Regions from separate parts of the Mus musculus genome. Here regions 1, 2, 3, 4 and 6 are each linked to region 5. The links are chromatin contacts, called in public HiChIP or PLAC-seq, Micro-C and promoter capture Hi-C maps. All regions are on one chromosome and are shown on one strand. Each heading gives the region's core, a stretch centred on a gene start, on an enhancer-like site or on the middle of the called end of the contact. The rest is flanking DNA. Distances are from core to core; before and after follow the strand shown.

Region 1 (3,396 bases), core at 620-3,119, 720 kb after region 5:
CACACACAAAGTCTTATACACACACGCCCAAACATACACATTCACACACAGACACTCACATACTCATTTATACACACATTGACACACAACACTCACATACAAATTTACACACACACACACACACACACACACACACTCAAACATACACATTCACACACATATACTCACACACTCACTTATTCACACACACTGGCATACATATACTCACATATAAATTCACACAGATATACATTTTGCCTATAAGTGCAGCATAGTCTCTAGAGTATCATGTTTTTCATAGTTAGTGATTTATATATTGCATACATACCAGAGTATATGCATACTCGTGGAAGTCAGAGGACAACTTATGGAATCAGTTTTCCTTTTCACCACATAGATTTCCTGTATGAAACTGTCGTTTTTAAAGGCTCTTCTAAGTCCTTTATCTCTTTGCTGTGTGTCTAAACTGTGTTTTTATTCTCTGGACCTGCAGGAACCCCAGTGTGAATGGCCACTAACACTCTGCTTCACTTCTTTGGTCCCCATATGTGATATATTCAGAAAGATTGTGTTCTCTTCCCCTGAAGATCTTAAAAAGACAGTCAAGAAACTTGCTTATTCTGGTCAGAATTTTCCTGGTTCAAAGCCATGATTTCTGTGTCTTTATTAAGAAAGAATGCCCAGCAATAGATCACCAATACTCGAGGAACACAGTGGTATTTTTGTCTCATTTTGCTTTACTTGGACTTTTTTTTTTGTCTTATCAGTCTTTTGTTTGCTTATTTTAATTTCTATTTTGTGAGGATTTTTTTTGTACATGTGAATTTCTTTTGGTTTTGTTTGCTTATTTTAAAAGGAGAAAGAGATAAGGAATGCAAAGTTGGGAGGGGAGAAATTGAGGGAGGGGGAAACACCATCAAAATATATCATATGAAAAATGTTTTAATTAAAAAAAGTTTTCAGCTGTGGTGGTGCAGGGTGGTAGGATTTGCTGAATGCAATAGGATCAGGAGTTCAAGGCCAGCCTGGAATATGTGATTTTTTAGCCAGGTGGTGATGGTATGCCTTATTAATCCCAGCACTCAGCAGGCAGAGGTAGGTGGATCTCTGTGAGTTTGAGGCCAGCCTGATCTACACAGTGAGTTCCAGGACAGTCAGGGGTAAATAGTGAGACCCTGTCTCAAAGTTCTCACCCTCCAAAAAATATTAGAAAGAAAGAGAGAAAGAAAGAAAGAAAGAAAGAAAGAAAGAGAGAGAGAGAGAGAAAGAGAGAGAAAGAGAGAAAGAGAGAAAGAAAGAAAGAAAGAAAGAAAGAGAAGAGAGAGAGAAAGAAAGGAAGAAAGGAACAAAGAAAGAAGGAAAGAAAGAAAAGAAGGAAAAGAAAACCTTGCTTTGACCCAAGAATCAAGTGACTTTCACAAAATAGTTTGGAGATTGGGACAGAAATGAGATGACCTGGGACATGTTCAGGTCTCTTCCAGAGGGACAGAACTAGCTTGAGCTCATCTTTTGAAAACCAAATAGGCATTCCTATTTTCAAGTAATTGTGAAGATGCCTGGAGTAAGACTCTAGTTCTAGAAAATTCGTTATAGTTACACTAAACTGTGGCTCATGAACCATGAGCAGGTTTCACAGGAGCCTTGCAGAACAACTTTTCTTTTCAGAGGCTACATGCCTTGTGAGGCTCAGATGGTGGTATGCTGGGAATTCCAAGATGATGTCATGGGTACCCAAAACACGTAGTGAGGCAGGCATGATGCCATCTGTGCTTTCTGGGTGTCATTTCTGACAAGGAATCTGAGCTTTCTGGAAGGAAGGATGCACATCAGGGTACACAGAGACTCATGCTATAGTGACTTCCGCTCTGTAGCACATGCACAGCTTCCTGTTTTGGTCTGATAGTTTTCCCCTGGGCTTTCAGAGACGCAAAATTACCCACACAGAGATAGGTTGCCCATGAAGAGAGCATATGTCTTATTTTTGGAAGCTTTCTTTAACAGTATCTTTGTTATTTTGTTTTATAAACCCTGTTTCCTCTTGTATTTTATATCATATCTTGACAGTAATTTCACCCAACCTTGAGGACTCCTCTTTCTCCCTCTTAAGGCTTTTATTTCTTGGCATTTTTCCCCCCATCATCTGTAGGAAATGTTCTTGTTACTGTTTTATTTATTTATAATATTAATGGCCTTATTCAGGTCTTACCATACATGTTTTTATTTCATTGGGTCAACCATTTGAAACTACTTGAGAATGTCTCAAGTGAGGTAACCAAAGATGCCTTCAACATACTCTCTGCTTCCAAGTTGTGTAGAGTTCGGGTGGGAAACTATGTGTGTAAAAACAGTAGTAAAAATAAAAGATGATTTCTCCTACGGGGGGAAGGAAGGAGGGTCACACAGATTTGCCATGTGCTTCGTGGCCACTGTGTTCATTGGTGAAGGGCCTGTGTAAACATTTTGTTCAGGCTTTCCCCATTGGATTTGATTGTTTAATTATAGACATTTTTTCATATAGCCTCTGTGTGTGTGTGTGTGTGTGTGTGTGTGTGTGTGTGTGTGTGTGTGTGAGTGTGCATGTGGAGGTCAGAGGACAACCTCAGTGATGGTTCTGCTCTTTGACTGGCTGGCCTGTGAACATCTAGAATTCCTCCAGTCTCTGATTCCTGTTTCCTGATGGATGAACAGGCACACAACTGAGTCTTCCTCTTAGGTAGGCTTTAGAGGTCTGAACTCAGTTCCTCATGCTGGCCTGCCTTCTCTTTTACCCACTAAGTCACCTCCTCATACTCTGCCTTTTGTTTTCTCTTCTTTTTCCTTTGTTGACACAGGGTCTTACTATGTAACTCTCACTGGATAGAGCAGGCTGACGTCAAAGTCACAGATACCTGCCTGCCCCTGATGCCTGAGTGCTAAGGTTAAAAATGTGTACCACCGTACCTGGTTTCTTTTTGTTTGTTTTGTGTTTTTGATATCTAATGCTTTCTGAGCCTTGTTGTAAAGTTACTGAGATACACTCCTGTGTTTTCTCCAATGTCTACGTTTACATATATCAAAAAAAAATACAAATTAAAACCAATGTGTTATTAATATATACTTGCTAGAATGATAGAGTTATAACATATTGTGAGTGAAAATATGAAATGAGAAAGCATGATGAGATTTATTCTGGTATGCATGCGCCTCACCCAAGTCTTTGGTATTTATACTTTTAGATCTTATCCAGAAGGAATGAAAACATCTATTAAGAAAACTTGTACATGTCTATAGCATCCTCGTCATGGGCTGGGATGCCCATGAATAGAAAGTGGACACACATTCGGTTACCTGTATAGTGGAATCTAACCTGCGCTGGAGAACTACCCTCAAAGTACAGGGTTAAAAAGACTTTCCACAAGGGAGTCTTCTACATGTTTT
Region 2 (3,688 bases), core at 962-3,461, 890 kb before region 5:
GTTCAAGATCTTGATTTCCTGCCTTAAAAATTAAGGAAAAAAAAAATCTCAAATGTCTTCTAATTGTATTCTTTATAAAAAAGTAAAATGGACGTTTGAGAAAAGTTTAATAAGGAGGAAAATAAAGCATTAAATATTATAGGATGCTTGATTTGGGCTTAAACTACCTGCTTCATCAGAGTAAATATTAAATCGGTCTCAAAATAATAGTGTATTATGTATTAAAGAAGGCACACCATATCCTAGTCCTTATCCAGTAGGTGGCACTCAAAACCAAGAAAGCAAAGAATCCATTTTAATAAGACCTAATTCCTACTGTATGCTTAATAAGTAAAACACCCACAACTGATAGATGCTTTAGTTACTTTTTAAATATGACCAAAACCACTCTACAACCAAATACTTGTAAGTCAGGTTGATGTTTAAGAAAGTATAATTTTATACTTAAGAGATAGGATCTTATTATGTAACTCTGGCTGTCCTGAAAACTTGCTATGTAGACCAGGCTGGCTTCAAACTCATGCCTCTACTTCTTGAGTACAATTATTTATTTTAAATGACGTCTTATGTTGCCAGAGTTGACCTGAACTTCTAAAGGGCTCCATATGGCCCCCTGCTGTCCCCAATAATTGTAAATTTCCACACACCTAAATGCCCACTACTGACCCTGGTGGGAAAGTATCTTACTCATCAATGGACTATAATAGCATACTGAAAACAAACTGTATTAAATTTAAGACATATTTAATTATACCTCTGAATTAGCTATGAGAAATATTAGAATACCAGCAATGAGCCAGCACACAAAAATTTGCCTATTTTGTACAGTACCATACTTCATTGTATTGGAAAATCCACATATCAAATATAGCTAGAAGCTGAGAATAGTTATTAAAGATTTCAGGATTCACATTTTTGAAATGTAATTAAATCACTATGCTAAGCAAATTCCCATGTATGCTACAAATACTGGCCAATAGATAAAAATCTGCAGTTATCAAATGTTTAACCCTAATGTAGTGAGAAAACGGTCCAATATTGTGCGATTTAAATTATTGTGATAGACAAGTACCTATTTCACATTATAAATGCTTAATTTGAATTCCAACTTAAGTTAACATCGGTCATAAGTAGTATAAATTTCTTCCTTTACCTCTAAAATGGAAAAAAATTTTAAACGAACATGCAACATCTAACGGATTTGTGATTAAATGGCTATCAACGTTTGTTTTCAGTAGCCCAAGCTAGCCTGGCAACGCCTCAGTCAGTCTGCTGGCGGCGGCAGCGGCGATTACAGCAGAGCTGTCCGGTCCCGCTTTCCCCGACCCCCGCCCGGCTCAGGCCTCTGGCTCCTCCCCCAGCCCACGCAAGCCAAGCTCCCGCAAAGCCGCCTCCACCCCACCCACAGTCACCAGGCGACAGGGCCCGCCCTCAGCCTCCCGATAACCACGCCCTCCGGGTCCTTTCCACGCCGCGGCCAAGCCGCCAGGCCGCAGGACCCGGCGCGGCCAGCCTAGGCGCCACCTGGCGGAGGCGCCCGCGCTGCGGCGCTCCGACCCGGAAGCCCGGGCGCTCGTGCGGAGGAGCTGGGCCGCGGGGTGGGGGCTGGGCCGCGGCAGGCCTCGCCTAAGGCCTGCTCCTACGGGCACCGCGGCCCAAAGGCGGGAAAGAGCCGTCACGTGACGCCCAGGCCGTGCACGTGGCCCACCCCGGGGCTGCCCGAGGTCCCCAGGGCTGCCCGCCATCTCCCCGCAACCCCTCAGTGCTGGTGTAGGCCGCAAAGGCAGCAAGGCCGCCACTCTTGTCCTCCAGGCCTCACCCTGGGGGCTGTCCGGTGGGGGAGGAACCCAGAACCGGAAATATGAAAGGACCCTCTTTATGCCCTCTCCCCACTTCTCTGTGCTACACCAGAAAAGGCCGATTTTTAAACCTCCGCGTAAGGAATCGCGGCCTCCGGCTGGTCTTGCACTGCCACCCCGGGGCCTGCCCTCGACTCACCATGATGGCGGCCAGAGTTCGGGTGGTAAAACCTCGAAGGTGGAGCAGAAGCCACGCGACGGGGCAGCTACGTGAGGTGGCTGCCTAGCCGGCCAACGGGCAAAAAAAAGCCGAGGCGGTGGTGGAAAGAGAGCCCACGGCCACGGAGACAGCGGAGTCCCGAAGCGAGCGTGCTGAGGGTCGCCGAGTCACTGAGGCGTGGGCTGCGCGCCCCGGGGGGATGACTGTGCGTGGCTGGCCTCGTGACGTGCTACAGCCAATAGGCGGCAGCGCTAGGGCCTCGCAAGGGGGGCCAGGGGACCCACGTCGCCCACGGAGTGCGTGAGGGGTGCGCATGGAGCATGCGCGACATCTACGTAAGGGTCTCGGCTGCCGAGCAGGCCCGAGCCTCACTGACAGACAGATGGACCGACTCCTGCCACTCCCTAGCCCCCCCAGGACCGTGTCCGAAGCCCCTGTGAAATAAGTCCTGGGCAGGACGGTGCTCAGAGTTCTGTCAGGAAAGCATTTATTCAAGTCATTACCTCAAAAATGGCACCTCGAAGGCATGGCGTTATCCCGTCAGCAAAGCTTGGCGGCCGAATTTAAAATTTACAAAATGCCCGCAGAAATAGAAATTAATAACGGGCGGCACGACTAGAGAGCAGGCCTTGCCTGGCCGGGCCCCTTCACCCTCTTTTTCAGCCACATTGAGAAGGTTGAGTCCGGGTGCATGTGGAAGGCGCACCTCATGCCTCACGGGCCGGCCCGTCAGCCATCAGGACTTAGTTTTTTTCTTCCGTTTTTTTTCTCCCCCCCCCCCGCCCCTTCAAATAAATGCCCGAATTATCCGGTACAAAGGACACAGCAGTGACCAGACCACACGAGAGAATATCCCTCCCTTCGTGGAATTTAGGTTGCAGTGTGAGCGTTTCTCTTGTAGGCTTTACAGAAACAAGCTAGGCCAGCTGAGAGAATTCTAGAACATTCTCAAGGCCAGAGAAACGGGGCCTACCTACCTACAGCAGAGCCGAGCTGTAGGGTGCTTGGTGGAGATAACCTTACGGCAGAACCACCTAGTACTTATACCGTCCTGACTACCTTTTGTACAGATGATAAGTATTACAGCTTTTTTTTTTTTTAAAGCTGGCAAAACAGCTTAAGATTGCCACTAACCATGCAGCAATGATGGAGAAAATAGTATTAAAATAATAAATAAAAATAAAACAAATAAGGGTAGATTGCACCTATTTGAAAGGGGGGAAATTCCAAAATTCTGAAACTAAAATTAAGCTCGAAACTACAGCGGTGAAGATCCGATTCTCCACTGGCCTTCGGTAGGTGGCTACATGGTGGTGTGAACAGTCTAACAAAGGGCCTGGACTGTCCTCATTTTAGTGTAGAGAAGAAAAAAACCCACTACAGACAGCTGGAATGGTTGGTTAATGAGCAGCGGAGAGATGGCTCTAAACTCTGTAGCTCCAGGCCTTCCTGCGTTGGCTGGATGGGGAAAGCTGAAGCGGTGCAGCCCGATTTGGAGCTGAGCACCTTGCAGCACACCGGTGTTCTGGCAAGGCATCATCCTGAGGAAAAGCACGGACGTGAGGGGACGGGGAGCACCGTGCAGACTAGAGCAAACCCAAAACCATCTAACTCTCATTGGTGTTTGACCTTCCATTCCTGCGCTCTCCAAGTTTGGCGTTTATAGTTA
Region 3 (3,691 bases), core at 992-3,491, 990 kb before region 5:
TCCACCTTCTGGATTCTGAGATTACAGGCGTATGCCACTGTGCCCTCCTAGGTATTTGTATGATCTCTGTTACAACTTTACTATATAATGTTTTGTTTTGTTTTAATGGGGGCTAGGTGTGGTGGTACATATAATCTCAGTGCTTGGAAGGAAGAATCAATGCAAGTTGGAGGCTAACCTGGTCTACATAGTGGTAGATCCAGACCAGTGAGGGCTACACAGGGAAACCTTGCCTCAACAACAACAATAAAAATCGAAAGTGGTATAGAAATATGGGAGTACCCCCTTCTTAGCCTACCAAGTTCACATTTGATAAGGCAGCCATGGCCACCCAGCCATGGGACCACCCAGCTCCATCTCTGACATAAGTGAAGCCTGGAGAAACTCTAGGCACTTTACAGGGATTCCCACCACTCAGCCTGCTTCCCCACATACAAAGCAGTCACTGAAATCAAGCCCCAAAAAACCCTGTTCCAGAGGCAGAGAAAAAAATTCACTGACTAGTAGCCCCAATTTATTCCTGCACCAAATCGATTAGCTAACTACGCAATCTGCCTCATTTGTCCCTTGTCCACGATGGGGGTCGGGGGGACGGGACAAAACGACACAGTGTCCTACCCCACTAATGGAGGCACAGGGAGGCTTCCCCAGCTTGAGGCTGCGATTGCTCGGACCTCATGAAACCTCTACAGAAGGCAGAAGAGTCTGCAAGCTCACTCTAGGTAACACTGCTTAACTGAGGTCAGAGCACAGCACCACACAGCTCGTTGTTTAACCCCTGAGGATGAGTGGCTGGTGACATCTGGTGTCACTTGAACTTCCTCAGAATCCAGCTGGTCAGAAGGTACAAATTAGGAATCCTGGCAGCCACGGGTATGCTGGGTTCAATGGCCCTACCCATGGGTTTGTAGGCCACTCACATTACACCCTGGGCTTCCTTCCTGGAAAAGGCTTATCCTGAGATGACACTCCATAGTAGCCGTTGGGAGACACCTGTTCTGACCTTAACACCACCACCCACTCCCACCCCACCTCCCTGCGCCCCTTCTGAAAACAGCTGTATGAACAGAGGGTCTGTTGCTGGGCAGTTAGGCAGCCACTCATATACAAAGATCTGTGCCAGATTCTTTTTAAAAAATAGTTTTTGTTTGTAAGCCCCTAAACAAACTCACTCACACCACCCACCGCCCACAGGGGGCAGCTGAGAGCCAGCAGCCAACAGGCATCAGGGAGCACGCGCGGGGCTAACCCTGCCCTCTGCGCGATTCTGGCCTCCAAAGACAGTGATGCCAGTAGACCTGGCGCACTCGCCTGACAGTCAGGCTTCTTTAAATACACACTCCCTCCTCCTCGCCCAGACCCCATGCCCATCCTGGTGTGCCCCATGCCTAGAAAAGTGTGTTACAACAAGGCAAGAAAAAAAATCCCCTTTTCAGAGGAGAAAAGCCCCATTTCTGGTGCCTGGGATTTAGCTCTCAGTATTTCCACCGAGTACCCTCCTGCCTGCTCTCAAGAGTCGCACACCTCTTCCCTGGGTCGAGCCCAGGTCTCCGGGTGCACGTGGGCGGTGGCAACTCCCATCTGCTCCGGGCCCAGTACCCACTAAGGCCCCGGGTCCTGACCCACCTGTAGCCTCCAAGCTCCCCTCCGCGTCCTTCTAGCAGACCTCCGCCTGCGAAGCCCAGGACCCCCAGCAGGCGACCTCTCACCCCAACGCTCTCTCGCTTGTTTGTTTTGCTTTTTTTCCCCCTCTTCATCGGGGGAAAAAAAGTTGGCCCAGAATCTGGCGTCCCATCGATCTGTCCCCATCCCCACGCGACCTGCACCAGGGGGCTCGCCTAACAGCTCCGGAGCCCCCGAGGTGCCACGAGGAGCTGTCGCCTGCTCACCCGGATCCCGGGCCAGCAGAGCCAGCGACCCAGGCCTCTGCGCGCCACCTCGCCGGCCCGCCGCACGCCCACCTACCTTAGGGGACCAGCAGCGGTGACCGTGGCGCGGGCGGAGACAGCGTGCTGTGTCCCGGGATGAAAGTTTGTGCCATGCAGAGCAGGGCGGCGCGCGGACGACGCGACCCCGGGGGTGGGGGCAGAGCGCGGGGCGCGGCCGCTCGCTTGTCGTCTGTCCCTCCGGCGCTGGCCGCACAGGTACCTCTCCAGAGCCAGTGGCCGCCGCGCTCCCGCTCGCTGCGCTCTGCGCCCTGCGCGCTCTGATTCCAGCCCCGCCGCCCCCACTCCACCCCGCGCCGCCGCCGCCGCCTCCGCCGCGCGTCCGCCCGCTACACTTCCTCTTCCTCTGAACTCATGTGCAAAATATGCTGTGCTGCATCTTCTTGGGGGAAGCCGAGCGGCCCCTGGCAGCCCCGCACGAGAGACCCGTCCGCCCCGTGCGTCGCCAGCGCCGCGCAACCGGGCTCTCCCTCCCCCTCCCCCTAACCCCACCTCTCTTTCCCAGGCTTGGGTTTTGGGACCTGCTTAGGAGAGCACCAAGGTGGCAGCCAAAATACTGGGAAGGCGACGGCCATCAACGTGCTGATTGATGGCTAGGGCGGGGAGGAGAGCTAGAAAGAGATCCATTCTGGACCCATTCCACAGGTGGGAACGTCCCCAGGCAGCTTCTGCTCCCAGGTTTATCTCTCCGAAAGTAGTGCTTGGGAAGAGAAATAGTACCACTGGCCTCAGCCTCTTTCCCGACTTTATCCAGGTATCCAAAGGTTTGAGATCCTGATGCAATTGGGTCATCTTAGCCTAGCAAAATGGATTCCCCAATGAGAATCCATAAGGCTGTTCCCTAAAACAGGGCTGCTTTACCATAGTGAAAGTGTGAAATCCTGTCTCCTTGAGGCCAGTAAAACAAAACAGAATTACCGTGCAGGGCTTGAGAGCAGGAACCCTAGAGACAAATGGTCAGGATGGATTGCTGCCTTCTGTCCTTACTTCCCAGTGACTGGGGGTGACTTTGGGCCTGTTCATCGGCCAACCAGCACTTCCTTGTGTCTTATTAAATGGAAAATGCTTGGAAGCGTTCTATAATTCTGCGATTATCGTTATTATCATCATTACCATAAGGGGCTGAGATTTAATTGATTACCCTGTTCTGGTTGGGCAAAGAAGGGTCCTTAGGCATTGGAGCTACACGCGGCAGAGGGCTGGCTGATCTAGACCCTGTGTTTTAATGAGGTCCTTCTGGTACTAGAAACATGCGCGAGGGGGGAGGCAGCACTGCCTGTTTACAGGAACTCCTCTTGTGAGAGCTACTCAGGGATTTTCTTCCCTGTGGCCCTCTCCTACTCCCCCCATCACTCTGCCCCTGAATTGTCTTTTTACTCCTCTGCCTATTTACCCACCCCATCCCGGCATTCCGCCCACTTTTCTCCACATTTCCCTATCCCTAGTTCATGTCTGGAAATAATAAGCCAGGACAGGGGTCCAGGGCACCCCAGTGTTGAACATTTATTTATGAAGTCAAAGGGAGGGAGGGTGCCTTTCCGCTAAAGATCCTGCTGAGACCTGGAAATCAGGACTCTTACACCAGTGTTCAGGACCGTTGATGGTCACTACAGAGAGAAAACAGCACCTAACAGAACCTAACAGTGCCAGCCAGTGGTCAACAAGAAATCGCAGGGCATCAAAGAAGAGAGGGACAAGGAGGAGGACAGGGAGAGGCAGAGGCAGAGGGAGAGAGACAAACATGG
Region 4 (3,486 bases), core at 33-2,532, 980 kb after region 5:
TATCTTAGATGTTCTTCTCACCAAGTTTTAGAATAGAAAGATATTATAAACTTTAATTATTTTTATTTACTGGTTGTAAGCTATAGGGTATTTTGCCTGTTCAGCTCCCTTGAGAAACATCTGGCTCTGTCTGGAGACTGTTAAAACTGATAGAACATACTGGTGTCTGACAAGCAGAAACCAGGAATGCTGTTAAGTAAACCCTATCACAAGAAGCATCCATCCCCCCAAGCCGACTGTGATGGGGTTAAGAAACTATTTTAGACTGGAGGAAGATAGAGCCCAAGAGGCTCAGTGACTATGGCTGGAGAATCTTGTGGTCTCACATGTTATAAAGATGATGCTGTGGAGACCGATATCATTTCATGGCACCCAGTTCCATAAAATATTAATAAATGCACATCCTGCTACCATTTGTATGCTCATTACAAACTCCTCTATTGGAATGTTAGTGTATGTGATTTCTGTTTTTCCCCCACACATCACTTTTCAGCCCTTCCTTACCTGCACTCCAAAACACAAATATATACATATATATATATATATATATATATATATATATATGTACACATGCATGCATGCATACACACATATACAAATTTTATCACTGTAAACATAAAACGGAGGGTTTCCACTGCATACGCAAAGGTAAGGACTTTCTTCTGGACACCTATTTCAAACCAGATCATTTCACTACAATTGTTTAAGAGATGTCTGTACAAAGATGCTTCCCTGTGTAGGTCCTGTTGATCTACAACTGGACCTGGATTGAAGTGTTCGCATGTAAGAATTGTGTCTTCATTCCAAGAGGGTTTTAGGGCCAATTGCAGAAATTGTTTATAGAAGGAAGAATGAGACTAGCAGAGGGTGTCTTGGTGAGCAAGCCACACAAATTCACAGGAAACAGTCTTCATCAGTTCTAGTATCTGTGGTTTTCTCGAATTCTTCTCAGATCTTATTCTGGGAAAAAAAAGTTACCAAGTCAATAGTATTAATGGACTTGACTTTTCTCTTTTTTAAAAAACAAAACAAAACAACCCCAGAAAAACCTGAGAGGACCCATTGTCATCACAGGCTGGAAATGGAGAGGAGAGTAGTGCTGAGAAGGAATCTGGTGGGACAGAGGAGGGGTGACAGATGGGCAGCGAAGTGGAAGGAGATGCAGAGGTTTCTGAGACTAAAAAAGCAACTGAAAATAGTGATCTCCTTTAAATATCATTAGTGAAACCACACAGTGATGTCACTTCTGATCACGCTGTGATGTGAGTTGCTGATGTGGAGATAACCAGCTTCCTTTTGCGCATTCACAGGCTGTCTGCAGTGGAAAAGACCTTCAAGTTGACTGTGAGTGGGTGCGACTCATCAAGAAAAATAACCTCACCACCACAACAACACATGATGGGAGAGACCGAAACTTCTTTGGGAGAACATAAGGGGAAAAAAAAAAGAAAAAGTGAAGTCTAAATATTATTAAACACATGAAAGCAGAGTCATTTACTTATTAGGAAGGCGCTCATTCACACACAGGTAGACTTGTGGTCCCTTAGAAGTACGTAAACACAACCCGTCAGTCCACCACAGTCAACATCAGAATTTCTTGGGAAATGCCTCATGAAAGAGTTTTTAAAGAATAATATGACTGTGGATCTGTCAAATAATTTCCCAAAAGCCATGAAAGATGAGTTGCTCTGCTCTGTTATGCATTTCCTTCCCTTGCACGGGCACTCACAGCTTGCCAAATTTAGTCTGAGATCTGAACAGAGAGAAAACATGAACTCTTTCAACTGAAGTTCGGCTTCCTGTTTCTACATGGCCTCTCATACTCTGGGCCATTCTGCAGATCTACCCAGGTGTGTTTCCTGGACACTTGATAAAAATCATTCTCACATCAAAGTTGACCAAAAATGATTGATGATAAGTAGTTAAGGGTTTATAAATGCCAGACTATGGGAGATGATTGTAAAATAAATAGATATAAATAAATAAATAAACAAATAAATGTAAGCCCTCCAGTCTACTTCTATGTTCATTTATTCTTCTGTTTATAGCAGTCTGAGGCTACTCGAGGCTTAAAACAAAATATTGACATACAGATGTCATGTTGGGACATACATGTCCAGGTGACCTATTGTGAGTTGTGGATTACTTCATCCCCTTTCTGTATCTCAGCATCATTTTATCCGAACTGGAGTAGAAGACCTGCTCAAGACCGAAAGTGTCTTCAGACTCTCTTCAGGATTGCTGGGTTGACTGGAGCAGCATCTTATATACCTCAGCCACCCATCTCATAGGCCTCCATATGCATTTGTTAAAGACCACATACTCTGGACCAGCAAGATGGCTCAGTGGGTAACAGAACTTGCTAACAAAGCTGACAGCATGATCTTGATCCCTTCTCCCACCATGTGGTCCACTCTGGTTGTCCACAGTCCTCCATTGTGCATACTGTGGTATGCCTCCACACACAGTAAATAAATGAATAGAGTAAAATGTTTTAAAGAATTAATTTATTCTGTGTCCAACCTTGGAGTTTTTAAAACCTACAAAAATGGAACACAAAAAGCTATGTATTAACCGGTTTTGTTCCAGTCACTCTTCCCTATCTGGGGCCAAGTGTAAAATATTAAAAGGAAAAACAGACTAGTGATTACTGTACAGATTAAATAACAGAGAAGAGTGAGTACAATGGCATAGGCACACATTTGAGATGACAGAAGTTTTTTTGGAGGAAGAAAAGAATTATACTACAAAGATGGTCTTGTCCATACTTGCTGTTTCTACATTTTATTCTTTATGTACTTGGCTAGTTTCTCCCTATTCCAACATTTCTTTTTCTGTTTCCATTTAGTGTGGTCTTAAACCTCTGCCAGAGAAAGTGGCAAGGCATAGACTTCAAATATGCTCTTCAAAGTTACTTAGCATCCCGGGAGCATGGAGGAGTAAGTGCCTGCTGTGCAAGTGTGAAGGCAGGAGTTCGAGTCCCCGGCACCCGTGTAAAAGTCAGGTGTAAAGGCAGTCCTCTGAAATTCCAGTTGCAACAGGGGCCAAGACAGGTGCATCCTTGGGTTTATTGGCCAGCCAGTCTAAAATGGCAAGCAAGCCACAGATTCACCGAGGGACTCTATCAAGAAATAAGATGAATAGAAATAGAAGATGCCAGAGGAGGATCCCATTAATGTGGGTGTGTATACCACCCCTGTATATACCCCTGTCACATAATGTATACCCTGCAAACACCACACACACACACACACACACACACACACACACACACACACACACACAAATAAAAGGTAAGAAAGAGAGAACTTTCAAAACATAACATTTTAAAATGTGATCCATCTTGACCTATTAATGCATCCAGGCACTGCCTAGTTTGTGTTTTCTATTTTGTTATGTTAGAAAATTAAAATTGGGGTTTGGGGGTGGGGGGAAACAGAGAATTATTTTTGAGATCTCAACTCACACTCTTCATCTTGGTCGTTT
Region 5 (3,371 bases), core at 633-3,132:
AAACTTTCAACCAGCATTACACACGAACCCAAGATTCCGAGCCTATGCCTTAATAAAAACTCAATGAACTGGGAAGCGAGTCTTTTAAGAAGTACGCCAAACCATTTTAACAAAAATAAATAAATAAATAAATAAATAAATAAATAAAACAAAAATGTGGTGCAGGCACCACACAGCATACAGAGCACACAATTTGTACTTCTTTTCCTTCTCCTGGAATCCAGCGTTGGTTCACTCTACTTCCCCCAAGCAAACTTTATTAGTGCACCCTGACACTGAACTTTCCTATCAGGCCACCTCTTCATTCCAAGGGGTGTGTGTGTGTGTGTGTGTGTGTGTGTGTGTGTCCGTCCTTCACAGACACGTAACTTCATTTCTATACACAGAAGATATTTACACCTTTTGTATTGAACAAGGTCTTGTCCATCACCACGTGAGAAATGCAGAATAACAAGTTGTATCAGTTACCACATCCACTGAATTCCTATCACATTTTTAACAAGAACCCAACCCCCAGGGACTCAGGTTTGATCAACGCTCTCTATCCCACTGCAGCTGCCCTTTCCATTCTATTTCGGACACCAAGGAAGTCCTGGAAATAGAACTGAACCAAAGACGCATAACGGAAAAGTGAGTTTCTTTCCCACTGTATTCCAAGAGTTCTTTTCCAATAGTGCATCCTGTGCCACAGCACACTAATAAGAGGTGGTTTGTGGACTACACTGTGATGGACTACGCGTACAAAAGCCCTAGCATTTCAGCACAATCCACCTCAGGCAGTTTAGCATGTAACCTGCATAGTAAAGTTTCAGTCCAGTTCAGAATTGAGAAATGGGGACTCTGCAGAAAGTGATGGGGGGGGGGGGGTGGAAGTTGAAGGGTTATAAAAGATGTAACCTTCAAAAGCTGTTACCATTCTCAAGCGCTGAATTGGTTAGTAAGTCGTCCTGAAACTATTAGTAACTAGGAGTGACCAAACTCTAGGTCGCATATCTGCACAGAATGTATTGGAAGAACAGTACATTTCCAGGAAAACAGAGGGGGCAGGGGGAACTCTCCCAAGTCGTTCTCCTCGGGTCCTGCCAGGCCTCGAACTGACAGATGCCGGCGTGACTAACTTAAGTAGCACTAAGGCAAATTAAGGCAGGAGAGGGTTTCTCTCCTCCGAGGCTGCTCGGCTCCGGGCTCCAGCCGCCTGACTTCCGGCCTGGGAAGGAAACGTGCAGCCCAGGGCTGAAAGAAACAGGGAACCGGCCAAAGAGGAAGTAGAGCTGGCTGAGCAGCTCGGCAATGCCCGGTAGCTGCTTCCCGAGCTCGTCCGGGAGCGAGGACCGAACGGGGACGGGGACTGGGACGAGCGGGCTGAGAGAGGCTGCCTCGCCCGTGTGCGCGCTCGCCCTTCCGCCCGCTCGCCCGCCGGCCCGCAGCGGACCGAGCCCCAGCCCGCCTCCCTTCCCAGCCCGCGCGCAAGCCGCGGCCGGCGGCTCGGGCCTTCCCTGGCGGCGGGACGGGGCCCAGCGAGGCTGAGGGGAGGCCGGGGAGGGAGCGACGGCTGTGCAGCTGCCCGGGGAGGCTGACGGGGGAGGCGAGGCGCTTTTTCACCGTTAGCATCGTTATGTTATTTTTTTACCTGTAGCGCAGCAGGGCTCCCCAGCTCCTATTCCCTGAATCCTCCTCCCCTCCTTTCTCTCTCTCTCTCTCTCTGTCAGTCTCTCTGTCTCTCTCCTCTCTTTATCTCGCTCTCTCGCTCTCTCTCTCTCTCTCCCCGTCAGTCTGCCGGGCTCTCGTGGAACACGCCGGGCCTGGCCCGACCAGCAAGAGAATGGGGCGGGAGGTGGCGGCGGTGACCAGCGGCCACGTGACCACGCTCCCTCCGTAACGGCGTCCGCCTCCTGCTGCGCGCCCTCCCGGCGCTCCACCTCTAGTAACCCCGCGCGCCCGGGGACCCGTGCGCAGGCGCGCGCCCGGGCCTGGGACGAGCCAGCGGGTGAGCCGCGGGTGACCCGCGCTCTGGGAGCCTGGTGTCTTGGGGGATAGGTCGGGGTGAAGAGGGAAAAGGGGACGCCCGAGACCAATGGAGCTGCCTGGGCCATGCCGATGCGCATGCGCGCGGGGCCTCCCTACAGTGGGAGCCGGCCTTCTGCCACAACCCGAGGTCCCCCACTTGCCACCAGCTTCCCAGGGTGGGACTGGCATCGAGGAGATAAGTCAGGCCTGGGAACGTCCTAAGAATCTGGCACTCCTGCCTCGGATCGCACAATTTCCTTGTCTCCTGTAAATGGCCTTCCCTTCATCCTTGGTCTACAGCTGTACAGACTGATGACAGATAGGTCGTGCCACCCAATTTTGTAGGGACTCACTACCTCTTTGTGAAGACCTTCTTTGTATGAATCCAGAGAGGTGCTGTTTTTTGTTTTGTTTTTTTAGCAACCCCACACCTGTAAAAACACACAGGTTTTATCTTCTCAGACCTCGAATCTAGACTAATGACTAGTCATTAGATAGTTAATCTAATGAATGACAATTTTGGCAAATGACTAGACCCTGGTTTTACCGCCCTATGCCCCTGCTTAATCCTGACTTAAAGTTGCATTTAACCTCCAGCAATGGGAGGCTGGTATTTTCTTCTTCAATAAGAAAGTGGTAAATAGCTCATCTGAGTTGGAGAGAGAGAAAGAGAGATCTCTTATTAATCTGTCTTTACAAATAGCGCAAAAAAAAAAAAAATCAGTTGTTATGTTCAGATTATGGAAACCAAAACAGAGGTCAGAAAGTTAGCTAGCTTCCAAGGAAGGCATACCACACTTAACACAGTGATTCTCTTTTTTCTAATGCCCTTCTCACTGTAGCAGAAATTGAACAGGTTGAATAGAGTAAGCTATTAAAAGTTCTGGCTAAACTCATGATTACATTAGTCTCATGAACAGAATCCTAAGAAATAGGAAGATGCATCATGCTGTATTTGGATATTGCTCTCCCAGCTAGCAATACAGCAGTCAGCCACATGACTGGTATTCTACAATGTATAGTGGACTTTGTTCTCCGGCACCGAAATATCTCACCGCAGACCCTCATCTCCTTCCTGAAGTACTGACTATGCTGGTGTTACTGGGACTGTAGAGGTCCTTCAGTGTGGTCACCAAATGACAGGAGAAATCTCTATCCCCTCTTGGGACGCTTAGTCTCATAAATAGCATAATTTAAGAAGGGACCGAAGGGCAATTTCATTAGAGATGAAAAGAACATCTCTGAAGACTATAAAGCTCAGCTGCTTCTCAGAGATGGATAAAAGAAGACAGAAAGCAGCCATACCATTTGTGGTGATTAAATAAAAATCGCCCCCGTAGGCTCATGTGTTCGAATGGTTAGTC
Region 6 (3,423 bases), core at 847-3,346, 630 kb after region 5:
ATAAATACCAATCAATAAAACCCATGCATCAGGCCACATTGTCCTAACTTACAGGAAGTTCTAATAAGACATAGCTGAACCGGTTCTAAATGGCTTTATGATTTAGATAAGATTCCCTATTGCAGTGGGAATCAGCATTGAAAAATACTTTACAGCCTATAAAACCATCAGAAACAGAATAAAAGAAACAGAACTAGATATTCAGTCATAAATGCAAATTGACTCTCAACAGTCCATCTGCTCAGATAGGCTCCTCACTTCCTTGTGGGTCCTCAGTGGAGCAGATTATTAAGGTCAATAAGCATCCTAATGATTCAGCTGAAGTAATTTAAAAAAAAAAATTTACCTCGACATTCCACATGAGCAAAATGTGTGTTAACTAAACCAAACTGAATTAAGCCAATTTTTAAAGCCACAGCCTATAAGGAACCAACATAAAACACAGGCTGTAGCTCTCTGAATAAAATGTTCCCTGCTTTGTCTGAGAGGCAAACAGGAGGACCAGCAACTTCCCAGCCCCACAAATGCATCCTTTACCTTTGGCTTGGGCAGCAGAGCTGTGTGAATAGCCTAGAGACAGCAACGCCATCTCTATCAGCTGGTTGAAAAGCATATCCTTTCTCACCAATACAAATTCCGCGTGCTCCTCCTTGCAATCATACTCAATGGCGTTTTCATAATGTTCCACCACGCAGAAAACTGGTAACATGGTTCCTATCAAAGAGACAGAGGAAAATATAGAAAACCAACAATCTTCAGAAACAGTCTGGAGGGAGGAAGACCTAAGCTATGAAACTAAATCTTCACCACAGTGAGAGGAGCCACAGAGCTTCCCAGGCAGTCTGGGGGGAGACACAGGCACACAGACAAACATGCAGTCATTTACTGTTTAAAAGTTGCACAGGAAAGACTTTAACTTCCTTTACGGTGTACCTGCTCATAAGGTAACGTGGCCTCGCCATTCATTTTAATAGTGCATCTTCCAAAATCAGTGAACGCAGAATTACTTTTCTGATCGAACAGTAATGCTGACGAGAGACAGATAAGTGTCTGGTCTGATTTGCTTTAACTGCTACGCAAACAGAACCCACTGCAGTTGTCTTCGAAGAGCCCACCTTCTTCCTGCATACACACTTCTGTTAATAACAAGCTTTACCTGCTTGCGCCCAAATTATCTGACTAGACAATGATTTTTCTGCCTGGTTTTCAGCATTTCCTCTAACTGGTTCCACAAAAGAAACACAAAACGTAACCACATCGGTGCTCATAGGCACTGTTTGAATGTACAGAACAAACAAAACAGAATACTTCTATCTATGACTACCCATTTCATCTATCCAGGAAAAAGCCATTGACAGCAGCCATAAGTCTTTAACGTTAACAATTTCTGCTGCAGTTAAATATGGTAAAAATGACAGAGTGTGAAAGGAAAGCTGGCCTTCCTGCGATCCAGGAGAGGCAGGCTCTGCGTGGGGTCTGCTGCTTCTCTGTTGGCACCCAGTCCAAGAGCTCAGTGACACAGGCCACAGGACTGTTGGGAAGGAGATTTGGCCCAGAAGCCGGAGTCCACCTGCAGTGGCACTCAAGGTATTAATGCAGTACGCTGTCAGACTTCCAACAGTTCCAGAAAAGGGTTAAAAACAGATGCATCTGAGCAGTACTGTGGCACACTGCCAGGAGAGTATCATCTTTAGCATAAATGATGACAAGGGTTACTTTAACAGGGCACCCAGGATCCCCAATTAGTTCCACAGTATCCCTGCCTGCGTCGGCTCTATACTCTGGACTTGTACTGGACTGGCAGAACCCTAACTTCTGAGGGTGTCAGCTGCCCATCCCCTGCTCTGAGGATCGGCATGACATTTCCCTACTGCCTGAGAGGCCCTTTACAAATCCTCTATTTGCTGGTTTCTGCTGAACAAAAGCCGGCCATAAAACAGCTCCATCTTTCCACATGTGTGTCTTCACCTAAGCTCTGCGAAACCATTCACAGGAGACTCCAGCTCTGACAATTAAACCAACCCCTTTAGGTTTACTTAGAAAAGCTCACAAACTCGTTGGGAAGTACCAGCAGGCTAGGCATGAAACACAAGCCGCAGAGCTTGCCAATATTCTTGTCATTCATTCAGCTGTTTTATACCAGAGAGAGAACCCGTCAGGGATCAGAAGAGAACTTGGGGAGACCGCAGCAAAAATAGCAATATGCAAACTGGTGATTTCTTCCTTGGCTTGAAGGTATTTTGGCAAAATCTCTTAAACAAATAAAAACACCCAACCCCTTTTTCTTAGTGCTTTCTCAGCTTAGCCACAATTTTTATCTAGCACCTGTCAAACAGAAACCAAGCACATGAAAAATAAGATTAAAAAAAATAATAAAAAAACAAAACCTCCCAAAAGACTTCTGATTTTTTTTTTTTTTTGCTGTTTGTTTTGAGCGCAGACCCTCCTAGAATTAAAATGTATTTCTTAGATATGTAATTTTGAATGCAATGCATTTCTTAAAGCATTTGAGGAGTGAGATGACCACACTCTAGCTCTTAGCTCCTTCTCCTCACTACTGATGTCTGAGGAGTTGGGGTTTGCAAGCCAAAATCACGTATACTGCATTTTCCTCTCATGGAATCAGAGGTGTCAAATAGCTTTTCAGACCTCTGCTCTATGAAATAAGTGAAACCTTTTCAAACCACTGAAACAGCCTGGATTGACTCTGTGTTTAATTGATCGAATTTAAAGGTGCCTTATAGATAATAAAGGTGGCTGCGATACGGTAGCAACAGGATCATCTAATTACAAATCCGGTGCTAGATCGTCTTGAGAACTGTCACGGTTGCCCTCCTGTTACTAGGAGTAATGTTAAACAGGAGCCTTCGCTGGACTGCCTGATTATTCAAGCTGGTGTTTGGCCAGACTTCCAACTACTGCAACTTCATAGCCTTCCTGCATTAGACAGGGAGCACTGGTCACTGCTGCAAGCTAAAAATACCACATGATTTAAACCTGAAGGCAGTCTTAGAGGCTTTTGCTGGAGGTTCATGAGCCTGTGTAAACAGCACGGCAGCCATAAGGAGCAGGGAAGTCTGTAGAATCCTTGTCTAAAACTGTCCTGGCATTAAAGTTTGCTGTGCAAATATCACATAATACCAGAGACAGCTGAAATCTCCTATTTAGGAATTTATGGAACTTGTGTGTTTGCAGGCGTCAGAAAGTCTTTTTTTATAGAGCCTCAGCACTACACAGTACAATATTAATGCACTCTGTTTGAAAAGCCATAATAAATTATATTTTTAATGCTCTTACCCTGGCTTAAAGATGCATACATTCTTGGCAAACAATCAATAAATAGGGTAATCATGAGTAGAGGCCAAAGAATTTGCTGAAGGGCTGTTTTTCCATTTTTAATAGATAAAGATCTAACAATACGGA

The links. Promoter capture Hi-C pulls out the DNA fragments that hold promoters and counts their contacts. A called contact is a pair of places that touch in the nucleus more often than the background predicts. HiChIP or PLAC-seq counts read pairs in DNA pulled down with a chosen protein or histone mark.
Region 1: a promoter capture Hi-C map of pre-B cells shows a contact between it and region 5, with 2.5 times the contacts expected there. The contact joins the enhancer-like site here to the promoter of Tbc1d5 in region 5. A contact is called at or near these places in 3 of 39 promoter capture datasets (the C10 cell line and pre-B cells), 2 of 115 datasets of contacts at active chromatin or transcription factors (large pre-B cells and memory CD8 T cells) and 1 of 9 other capture datasets (liver).
Region 2: a Micro-C map of embryonic stem cells shows a contact between it and region 5, with 5 times the contacts expected there. The contact joins the promoter of Dazl here to the promoter of Tbc1d5 in region 5. A contact is called at or near these places in 5 of 39 promoter capture datasets (liver, neutrophils, pre-B cells and 1 more), 3 of 484 Hi-C or Micro-C datasets (adipose-derived mesenchymal stem cells, embryonic stem cells and muscle stem cells) and 3 of 9 other capture datasets (adipose tissue, liver and pancreatic islet).
Region 3: a Micro-C map of embryonic stem cells shows a contact between it and region 5, with 3 times the contacts expected there. The contact joins the promoter of Rftn1 here to the promoter of Tbc1d5 in region 5. A contact is called at or near these places in 2 of 39 promoter capture datasets (liver and pre-B cells) and 2 of 484 Hi-C or Micro-C datasets (B cells and embryonic stem cells).
Region 4: a contact with region 5 is called in an H3K27ac HiChIP or PLAC-seq map of double positive thymocytes, with 5 times the contacts expected there. The contact joins the enhancer-like site here to the promoter of Tbc1d5 in region 5. A contact is called at or near these places in 2 of 39 promoter capture datasets (frontonasal cranial neural crest and stem cell-derived epiblast-like cells), 1 of 484 Hi-C or Micro-C datasets (B cells) and 5 of 115 datasets of contacts at active chromatin or transcription factors (T-cell acute lymphoblastic leukemia, double positive thymocytes, embryonic stem cells and 2 more).
Region 6: a contact with region 5 is called in an H3K4me3 HiChIP or PLAC-seq map of forebrain, with 3 times the contacts expected there. The contact joins the enhancer-like site here to the promoter of Tbc1d5 in region 5. A contact is called at or near these places in 7 of 39 promoter capture datasets (the HPC-7 cell line, cranial neural crest, embryonic stem cells and 3 more), 4 of 484 Hi-C or Micro-C datasets (LSK cells, embryonic stem cells, muscle stem cells and 1 more), 18 of 115 datasets of contacts at active chromatin or transcription factors (SST interneurons, VIP interneurons, astrocytes and 14 more) and 2 of 9 other capture datasets (embryonic stem cells and macrophages).

The regions. Positions count from the first base shown.
Region 1 is chr17:51,902,297-51,905,692 of GRCm38.p6, forward strand. It overlaps Gm20098 (predicted gene, 20098), which reads left to right. Exons shown (of 3, transcript NR_045095.1): 2 at 3,195-3,396. Among named protein-coding and RNA genes, the nearest start is that of Gm20098, 21 kb to the left of the region's middle. Within about 2 kb of position 1,870, at least 50 of the 459 cell types and tissues checked have an H3K27ac peak or open chromatin away from gene starts, as enhancers often do. A contact at or near this core is called in memory CD8 T cells and pre-B cells, where this site is marked.
Region 2 is chr17:50,291,409-50,295,096 of GRCm38.p6, forward strand. It overlaps Dazl (deleted in azoospermia-like), which reads right to left and starts at 2,212. Exons shown (of 11, transcript NM_010021.5): 1 at 1,999-2,212. The coding sequence starts at 2,001.
Region 3 is chr17:50,188,256-50,191,946 of GRCm38.p6, forward strand. It overlaps Rftn1 (raftlin lipid raft linker 1), which reads right to left and starts at 2,242. Exons shown (of 10, transcript NM_181397.2): 1 at 1,966-2,242.
Region 4 is chr17:52,161,484-52,164,969 of GRCm38.p6, forward strand. Gm19585 (predicted gene, 19585) reads left to right here. Exons shown (of 4, transcript NR_155494.1): 4 at 1,311-2,003. Among named protein-coding and RNA genes, the nearest start is that of Gm19585, 14 kb to the left of the region's middle. Within about 2 kb of position 1,283, at least 81 of the 459 cell types and tissues checked have an H3K27ac peak or open chromatin away from gene starts, as enhancers often do. A contact at or near this core is called in B cells, T-cell acute lymphoblastic leukemia, double positive thymocytes and 1 more, where this site is marked.
Region 5 is chr17:51,177,470-51,180,840 of GRCm38.p6, forward strand. Tbc1d5 (TBC1 domain family, member 5) reads right to left here and starts at 1,883. Exons shown (of 22, transcript NM_028162.4): 1 at 1,631-1,883.
Region 6 is chr17:51,804,660-51,808,082 of GRCm38.p6, forward strand. Satb1 (special AT-rich sequence binding protein 1) reads right to left here. Exons shown (of 11, transcript NM_009122.2): 3 at 538-714. Among named protein-coding and RNA genes, the nearest start is that of Satb1, 26 kb to the right of the region's middle. Within about 2 kb of position 2,097, at least 37 of the 459 cell types and tissues checked have an H3K27ac peak or open chromatin away from gene starts, as enhancers often do. A contact at or near this core is called in forebrain and memory CD8 T cells, where this site is marked.